3 separate regions of the Mus musculus genome follow, and regions 2 and 3 are each linked to region 1. Evidence: chromatin contacts called from public HiChIP or PLAC-seq and promoter capture Hi-C data. All regions are on one chromosome and are shown on one strand. Each heading gives the region's core, a stretch centred on a gene start, on an enhancer-like site or on the middle of the called end of the contact. The rest is flanking DNA. Distances are from core to core; before and after follow the strand shown.

The links. Promoter capture Hi-C pulls out the DNA fragments that hold promoters and counts their contacts. HiChIP or PLAC-seq counts read pairs in DNA pulled down with a chosen protein or histone mark.
Region 2: an H3K27ac HiChIP or PLAC-seq map of extraembryonic endoderm stem cells shows a contact between it and region 1, with 8 times the contacts expected there. The contact joins the enhancer-like site here to the promoter of Cdkl5 in region 1. A contact is called at or near these places in 9 of 39 promoter capture datasets (the C10 cell line, the HPC-7 cell line, the SN4741 cell line and 5 more), 1 of 15 datasets of contacts at CTCF or cohesin (large pre-B cells), 10 of 115 datasets of contacts at active chromatin or transcription factors (cardiomyocytes, embryonic stem cells, extraembryonic endoderm stem cells and 5 more) and 1 of 9 other capture datasets (adipose tissue).
Region 3: a contact with region 1 is called in a promoter capture Hi-C map of the HPC-7 cell line, with 4 times the contacts expected there. The contact joins the promoter of Adgrg2 here to the promoter of Cdkl5 in region 1. A contact is called at or near these places in 7 of 39 promoter capture datasets (the 3T3-L1 cell line, the HPC-7 cell line, cranial neural crest and 4 more) and 3 of 115 datasets of contacts at active chromatin or transcription factors (embryonic stem cells, large pre-B cells and stem cell-derived neural progenitor cells).

What each region holds. Positions count from the first base shown.
Region 1 is chrX:160,993,163-160,996,169 of GRCm38.p6, reverse strand. Cdkl5 (cyclin-dependent kinase-like 5) reads left to right here and starts at 1,489. Exons shown (of 19, transcript NM_001024624.2): 1 at 1,489-1,579.
Region 2 is chrX:160,165,518-160,168,524 of GRCm38.p6, reverse strand. No RefSeq gene overlaps it. Among named protein-coding and RNA genes, the nearest start is that of Pdha1, 29 kb to the right of the region's middle. Within about 2 kb of position 1,499, at least 8 of the 459 cell types and tissues checked have an H3K27ac peak or open chromatin away from gene starts, as enhancers often do. A contact at or near this core is called in extraembryonic endoderm stem cells, where this site is marked.
Region 3 is chrX:160,389,108-160,392,114 of GRCm38.p6, reverse strand. Adgrg2 (adhesion G protein-coupled receptor G2) reads right to left here and starts at 1,425. Exons shown (of 28, transcript NM_178712.4): 1 at 1,366-1,425.

The DNA of each region.
Region 1 (3,007 bases), core at 240-2,739:
CCTCTGCAAAGCCTGACTCCATTTTCCCTCACTGTTAATTCCCTGCTCCTACCTGGAAAATTTTCTAATATGCTTCCTGAGAAAGTGGGTGCCTTCAATTGACTATGAAATATTCACCACGTTATGAAAAAGAATAATCTTGTTAGCTTGGTTTCAAGTAGACAAACCAATTGTATAGCTACCAGATTGAAGACAGGAGTAGATTAAATGGATTTTATCCAAGATATCTATTTTCTATTACAAAAAAATTAATTTCTGACTTGGTGGCATCTTCGATGTCATGCACTGCCTATTTTCTGCCCCCAAACCCGGAAAAAAAAAAAAAACCTTTTCTTTCTCTCTGCTTTCTTTTTTAAGGTGGAAATCATGCAGCTTTTCATAGATTTGTCTGCAAGGTCTTTCATAAAAGATTTTTTTCTTAGTTAAAAAAAGTGCACTGGAACTATCTCTATCTTAACCACTAGTCATCCTCATTGGAAACTCGATTCGCGGTGGGACTTAAGATCTTTTTATTTCTACTGGTGCGGCGATGACTTCATTGTTGGTTTTTTTTTTTTTTTTAACCAGCTGGGGAATCGTGTAAAGCAGAGCAGCGTCGGACTGGAGTAGAGTTGTGGTTTGCTGCTGCAGCCCCGGCCGCCACGGTTTGCACGCGTCCAGCTGCTGTGTAAGGAATCCTCGGGCTGCCAGTTCTTTGCTCTTAAGTCACCCCAGGGAATCGCAGGCTGCGAGATGAACGTGAATATGAATGTGTTTGCGCGCGCGTGCACGCACAGCTGCAACAGTTAGGAGCAGCAATGGACTTCAATATTAAAAAAAAAAAAAACCTACGACCGAGATGAGCCATCCTTCGTCCTTTATTTTCAAGTAGTGCCCGGGCTCCCGCCCGAAATGTGGTCCCCGCCCTCCACCCACTCCGCTCACTGGTCCCCAGAGAGGGAGGCTAGGATAGCTGCGCTGCAGGCAGGATTTCCCCTTTTTTTTCTACCGCAGTGACAGGTGGATTCCCGGGCCTCCTCACCCCCCTCAACCCCCGCATCCACCCCTCTCTCAGTCACGATCTCTCCCTCCCCTTATCCTATTCCTCCCTCATTTCCCCCTCCCCACGTAAGCTCGCAGCCTGAGCCCCGCCCCTCCCAGCCTAGCAGCCCAGGTTGCTAGGGCCTGGCAGGGCAACCAAACCTGGTGCCCCAGGAGGAGCATCGCGAGCGCGCATAAGCGCGTTCGTGTAGTAGAGGGCTAGAACAAGAAATCCTGGTTCTAGGATTTTGGGGGACTCGAGAACGAGCGGCGTGGGCGGGGCGCGCGAGCCCGAACTCGAGCACGAGCGCTTTCTCTTCATTGGCGCCTATTGGTAGGCGGGGCTAAGGCGGGACCTAGCGGAATGAGAGGAGTTTGCCGATTGGGCCAAATGGGCAGACGGGGGCGGTGCGATCATCAAATTAGGCTGCGCGTTCGCTCCGGCGAGAGGGCGGGGCCGGAGGTTTCGATTACTTGTCGCTGCCGCTAGGGAAGGTAAAGCGGTGACGGCGGCCGCGAGAGTGAAGGCTTCCCCGATAGAGGTGGGGGACTCGGCAGGGTGAGTAGTTGCGTCCGCCCGTCAGGCCGTCTCATGTTGGCCGTGTGTCCACTAGCTTGTCTTTAGAGAGGGAACCCAGTCGGTCCACTTAGGAGGGTAACAGAAGGGGTAGCAGCGCAGGTCCCTGCACAACCGGGAGACACGGTGAGGGAGTCCCAAGCTGGAGTCTCCCTCGGCGATCCACCACGAGTCTCTAGGGTCTTCCCGGAAGGGCTGGGGCTGGAATTTTTGGTGCCAAGAGACAGAGGGGGCTGTGCTAGACGTATGGTAGGTCGAGGTCGGACCCCGCGGGGCTCCCCTTTGCTGCAGGTCTGCGGTGTCCCCACCCCGCTGCCCCCGTGGCCAGGGCTCTCCGGGCTTGCAGCAAGGAAAGCCCTTTTCCGCTAGCGCCGAGGAGGGCCCCCCGAAACCCCCGCCCAAGTTCCCAGAGAGCCCGGGACCCGCCGGCAGCTACGACTCTCAGCCCTGGTCCTTCTGACCTTGGCTGCCCGGGAGGGTGGGCGAGCGCCCCGCCTGCAGCCCCGCAGGTTTCTGCCACCTTCCACAGGACAAGTTTCAGGCGTTACTGTGAAGTTCACGGCTGGCGTGCTGGCAGAGAAGCAGAAATTGACCTCTTCTCAGATCTTCCTACCCTTTGGACCTTCATAGAAATTGAATCCTGGGGTTTGGAACCATCTGCCAGAACGAACAGGTCCTCGCACTGACACGTTTTTCTGTTCTCTTCTCTTCTTTTCTTTTCTTTCTTTCTTTTTCTTTTGTGCCCACGTTGGGGTAAAAAATAACCTGGGCATATTTCAGTGTAAAAGCAGATCTTTCTTGGGGGTTTTGATTTTTCGCTTCACTTGAGTTAGGCATGGCACAGATGCTTGGATAAGAAAAGCCTGACCTTAGTCAGGCTAGACAGACTAGAAGGATGCTGTGATATTTAAATAGTTGCAGATCAGTATTCTGTTAACACAATTATTTTTAATTGGCTGAAATTTAAGCTGATTTTAGAAAGTATTGACACAGAATAATTTCTTTCCGCGCATCTGATTTAGGCTTGTTTGAACGTAATGGTTATGTAGGCAGTATAAAAGATTACACAAATTAATTTGTCTGAGAGTATTTGACTGGAAAAAAGAGGCATAAATATGTATAGAATATAGGATTAGGGTTTTAGGTAACATCTGCTGGAACACTTCCAGCTTGTTTGTTTCTTGCTGTAGGGTTACAAAAAAGACATTTTGACTGAGACACTTTGGAATTTATAGACTGCATAACATTTAGATGTAAATTCGTTTTTAATTCCTTTAAGTGTATTAAAATGTTTCAGTAAAATGCAGAACGGGTGTGTTTTCTTATCCCTGTATATCTGGCGTTGAAGGGGGAGTATGATCTTACATTTAACAACCCAACTAAGATTCATTAATAATAAAAACATAAAAG
Region 2 (3,007 bases), core at 250-2,749, 830 kb after region 1:
GAGTACACTGTAGTTGTCTTCAGACACACACCAGAAGAGTGCATCAGATTCCATTACAGATGGTTGTGAGCCACCATGTGGTTGCTGGGAATTGAACTCAGGACCTCTGGAAGAACAGTCAGTATTCTTAACCTCTTAGCCATCTCTCCAGCCCCCTGGTCTTCCTTCTTCTTGAGTTTCATGTGGTCTGTGAATTGTATCTTGGGTACTTGGTTGTCTCTCTATCTTGGTCATGGAAGAGGCCCCAGCATAAAGAATAAAGCACTCTTTCCATTTACATACTATTTGAGTCCAGGGTATCATTCTTTGGTGAATCATGAACCGATACACCTTCAGCAGAACAATAGTATTTGCTTTTCTCCTAGGACCATGGCCTATCTAATCTTGAGTTCTTAGCTACCTTAACAGTGTCAGATCTGAGTACACACACACACACACACACACACACACACACACACACAGAGAGAGAGAGAGAGAGAGAGAGAGAGAGAGAGAGAGAGAGAGAGAGAGAGAGTCTTCCTCATCGTCGTTGTCATCATCATCATCTGGGTCTGTTTTGGTGAGAAGGCTATCCCACAGAAACTTAAACTACAATTTATTTTAAGCGACAATCTCCTAGCTCTCCTTTCCCCACAACCTCTGCTTCCCAGAGACTCCTCCCTCTACTTTAATTAGCCAGTCTCCTTCCACCCAGTGACCTCAGTCCAGTATCACACATGAACTGCCTCCAAGCCACATTCTCTTCCAACACGCCATCCCTCCATGACGTCACCAAAATGGCCTTGCTAAGACGGAAGTCCAACAATGTTATCTCTAGCTTAAAAAAAAAAAAAAAAGAAAAGAAACCAACAACAACTGGTTCTGCAGTGCTAAAACCCAAATTCCATAGTGACATAAAAACCATAGCTCTCATTTTAAAGGGAATAAGAGATAATTTATTCTGGAGCCATTTTGAATGACTGAAAATATAGATTTAGGTTACTTAAATTCCATGTTCCAACATGGAATCAGTTTCATGAAGTTTTCATAGTTTTACAGAACAAAGAAAGTCATAAATCGAGGTAAGTTTAAAATATATCGGTGGGTATATCAGAGAGGCAGGCACATGGAGATGGGGGAAGCTTCCTTTATAGGGCCTAAAATCTTACCTGATGCCCTTCTTAGCTCTTGGTAAGAGTTTGTGCTCCAAGTTAATGGCTTACTAAAATGATTTTTATTTATTATCATACGGTGCTAGTTCAGATAGAGTGGAGCAAGGAATGACTGTTCCAGAAGGTCAAAACTAGCCCAAGATTAGTAATTAATGTCTGCATCTACAAAATCCCAGTCTCTCCGCAGGACTAAAATTCCTATGGGTCCCTCAGGCCCCCCGCAGACAAACTCCCTCCAGGAGTGTCTTGTTCACACCGGAGAGCAGCTTCTCTTCAGGAACTTGTTCCCAATAGCATGGCAGGAAAAGGTCTCAGGATGTGACCTCAGCTTGCTTTCCCAGGCCCTTCTCTTCTGTGATCCTACTCCACCCAGCTCCTTCTCAAATCCCCTAATCTGCAGCTACTGAGAGCTGCTATTCTTTGAATCCTCCACACTTGGTCAGCTTTCAGTGAGCCTTTGCACAGCGCAGCATCTTTCCAGGGGTGATCTTTCCCCTCCCCCTTTCCACTGAATGTCTATGGTTCCTTAATCCCTAGCATAATTACCATTTTCTCAGTGAGTGTTCGTTCTCTAAACTCCTCAGGCAGAACAGGCTGCCCCTGCTGGGTCCTCATACCTTTGGGTAATTACTTATTGATGCTGTCTCTCTTCTGAACTGAGAGCAACCCTCACAGCCTGTGTGCTCAGAGCTGTCAGACTGTGCCTATAAGCACGTTCACTATCCTCTCGCCAGGGTCCAACTTATTATAAATGATCAGTAAGTGCTGTTGGATAAATAGAATAATTTCTTGAACCACAATCAGATTAGGAGCATATAACCCAGGGCTGGAGAGACAATTCAGTAGTTTAAAGTGCACACTACTCTTGTCAAGGAATGGAATTTAGTTCCCAGTGTCTGTGTCACAATTGTCTGCAGCTCCAGCCTAGGGGCTCTGACGTGCTCTTCATGTTCTCCAGACACCAAGTACGTGTGCAATTACTCATGCACAGACACAGACACACACACACACACACACAGAGAGAGAGAGAGAGAGAGAGAGAGAGAGAGAGAGAGAGAGAGAGAGAGGCACACAATTTAAAATAATAATAAAAATAAAATCTTTAAGGACACATAACCTTAAGTATGCCCGCAGAGAAGAGGCAATGAGGATCCAGCAGACAGAGTCCACTCCTGACCTTAACCCTGTGAGGATAGGTATGATGGTATGATGCTTTAATTGCCAATTTGATACAACCGAGAATCACTTGGAATGAGAGTCTCATTGAAAGACTGTCTGCACAGGGTTAGCCTGTAGACAGATATGTCTATGGGTGATTGTTAGTTAATTGATGTGAAAAGACCCAGCCCACCTGGGCAGCACCATTCCCAAGGCAGGAGGTCTGAACTGTATAGGAATGGAGAAACTGAGTTCAGGCCAGGTAAACAAGTAGGTATGTAGGAATTCATTTCTCTCTTCTCTCAGCTGGGGTGGGATGTGATGTGACTAAGCTATTTGAAGTTCCTGTCTTGACTTATCCACACTAATGGGTTAAAATTTGGGATAACATACAACACACACACACACACAGAGAGAGAGAGAGAGAGAGAGAGAGAGAGAGAGAGAGAGAGAGAGAGAGGGAGAGAGAGAGAGAGAGTTTCTCACAGCATCATAAATGAAACTAGAACAGGAAAATGCTAAGCCGTGAGTTCACTGGCCCCAGGGAAGTTACCATGGTAAGGGAGAGAGGGGGAGAGAGGAGAGAGAGGAGAGAGAGGAAGGAAGGAAGGAAGGAAGGAAGGAAGGAAGGAAGGAAGGAAGGAAGGAAGGAAGGAAGGAAGGAAGGAAGGAAGGGAAAAGAATCTCTGGGAGAAAGG
Region 3 (3,007 bases), core at 176-2,675, 600 kb after region 1:
AAAAGCAACAAATTCTGTCATACCATGCATGACTAGGGTTCCATAAGCTTAAGATAGCCAAGAACTTCAGAATTATGAGAAAAACTGTAGAAGCTATCCTAATCCTTTATCCACCATCCTCACCAAGCCGAAGCCTAAGCAGATCAGACACAGTTCTGATACAAGACAGGATCGACTAGATAATTTGTGGAGCCCAGAACAAAACAAAACCAGATCCTTTTCTTTAAAAAAATAGGAAGAGTTATCACAGCATTACACCAAGTGCATGCAGGTAGCAAGCCGGTGAAGGCAGCTGGCTTTGTTATCAGAGCCTTTTGTGTTTGGAAAGTTGATAAGAAAAGCAAAAATATTTCACTATTAAACAAGTAGCAACTGGTTAATCTGTTTCAGCGTGAGTGTTGTGTGTCTGGGTTAGAGATGAGGTTGGGAAGTCTTCAGAGTTTCGTCTTGTCTCCTGACCTTCCATTTTTTCTTAAGCTTTTCAGCCGGTTGGACAAGAAGCAGTTCTGTAGAGCGGAGCAGTGTGGTCCATGAGGCAGCAGTACCATCTGAAAGCTTGGACAGAAATGCAGACTCTTGGGTCCCACCCCAGACCTACTGAATCAGAGCCTCATTTTAACAAGCTCCCCAAGGGATTCATACATCTGTGCCAGGCCAGACTAGAAGTGTTCTTGTAGAAGCAACCATGGGAGACTTCAGTGTCATGCTTCCTGTGTCTCATATGAGGCGAGTCAGCTCTTTCTTCCACTCACTTTGTACAGGGCTCCGGAATTTTGAAACCCAAGCTCAGGTGGAGACCGTACATCTCAAGACCGATTGCCCCTTTCAGAGGATTATCATTCCTTGGTTCTGGGATGCCAGTCTGGGATGCCTCCTTGCGCTGGGGGCCACCTGTTCTGGGCCCTGCATGTGGGTGCTGTGCCCATTCGACCCATGTGGGTCAAAGGCACATCTACACCTTTCAATTTTACTGGCCACAGGAGGTAAACCGAGTCCTAGGGAGTCGCGCATTAGCAAACCGCCCTCCAGAGTAAAGCTCTTGGTTCCTTTGCCCAGAACGGGGAGGAGGGTCTGAGATCATTTAGAACTTTGCCATTTACAGGTTGCCTTTCACGGATAACTTGGTTACTTTCCCACCGCACGCACTTTCCCACTTACGGAGCCCGGGATCCGCCGGGCTCCAAGCTTTGCCTCTGCCTTTCCAGACGGCCCAAGAGCTCCAGCTCAGAACCGCCAACCCAGGGAGCCACACCAGTCACCCTCCCAGCCATCGAGCCCGCCGGGCCCGTCGCCTGTCCTTGGCTCAGCGGCTTAGGTCTTAAGACCCCTAGGGTTTCAGATACCCTTTCTCGGCGCCACACTCACCTGCGGGTCCCGGTGACCGGTTGGCTGCTGGCGTCCTCGGGCCCTCCTTTTCCCCTTTCTGTCGGGCCGCGTCCCTCCTCCTCCCTCCCGCGGGCTGGGCGCCGCCCCCGCCGCTCCCGGACCACTTGCCCGCCTGCTCTGCAGCTGCCCGGCGTGGCGGGGCGAGCGCTCAGTGTGGCGGGGCTGGGCGTGGAGGTGGGGAGCGGGCGGGGCGCTGACACCGGGAAGCAGCCTCGTGGAGAGCTTCAGCCTAGACAGTGGGGAACCCCTAGGATGCTGGGCGGCTAGCAGGGCGCGATTCCCCACCCAGCCTCCACCCAGTGGCTCACCTTTAGGGGTCGCCTTGATCCCCCAAAGGCCTGGCCCAGGCTACTTTGAGCATCGCATGCTCCTGATAGGTGAAAACCCTCGCCCTTTGCCAGAATATTTCTGAAAGCAGAAACCAGACCTCCCCCCAGAGGACCAGAGTAAAATACCTGGTAAAGAACCATGCTGAGTGGTTTCTGAAAGAAACTATATAATTCACTAGGTAGTAAAAAACTAGGGGTCCTCATCGTTCCTCTGCCTGCTTGGGGGTGGGGGTGGGGGAACACTGGGGGCGGTGTGGCACTATAAGACCTTGCTTTGGCTTCCTATTCCCATGGTCAGCATCTCCACTTTCATAGACTATAAGCTAGGTCTGTAAAACTCAGATCACTTAAACAACTTTTCAAAGGCCCATTTAACAGACAGAATTCTGGAATAAGGTTTCCACAGTATTGACTCTCAGGTAGAGACCAGGAGAAAATATAAGCTGTCCGAATTTCCTTCCTGGTTCTTTCCAGTCAAGAAATGCCTATAGTTGCAAAGTGCTTTACAATATGAAAGCACAATTCTGATTTCTTATAACGTGCAGGGAAATAGAGCATTTTTTTTCTTTATGACCAAAATTGGATTTTGATTTGAATTCACAATCCTGGGGATCTGCTATTTATAAAGGGCAAATCTGAAGAGTAGGGTGACTGAGTCTGCTACATCAGCCCCATTGAACAAAGCTCAGGGTATACATTCTGCCTGGCAGGATGGGTTGTATTTGTTTTACAAACACCAAGTTATTAACACTCACAACAGTCTAGCTGGAGAAATGAATGGGCAGTGTTTTCAGACAGACTTTTGCCTGGATGGATTAAGGGAGAGTTGGTGGAGAAGAGGAAGCACATCCAGGTTACATAACAAGCCAGAAGTTGTGGCTGGAAGTGGGGAGTATATTTAAGAAACAGACTGCATGTCATTCCAAAGGGTTAAAATGGTTGTGTTTGTCTTATTATAAAACAGACTCCATAGCATATAGAGCCACAAGAATTCTTATACAAAGCTAGTTGGATGTAAATTGCTTTTAGCGCTTTAGAGCTCTGTCAGGATGTACTAAAGTGAGTACCACTATTGTATGACAAGCAATTCCCCCTTAGATTCAGCCTCAACAGAAATGAGTTGTATGTTTACCAAGAGAGATGAGTAAGGATATCACAGCACAGTATTTGTGTTACTTAGAACATGCCCAAATGCCCATTGGCCATAGAACAAACTGAGGGTCAGCCTGGTAGTATAACCCCAGATATCCTGGAAACTAGGGCAAGGGATAGTGAATTCAAGGCAAGGCCAG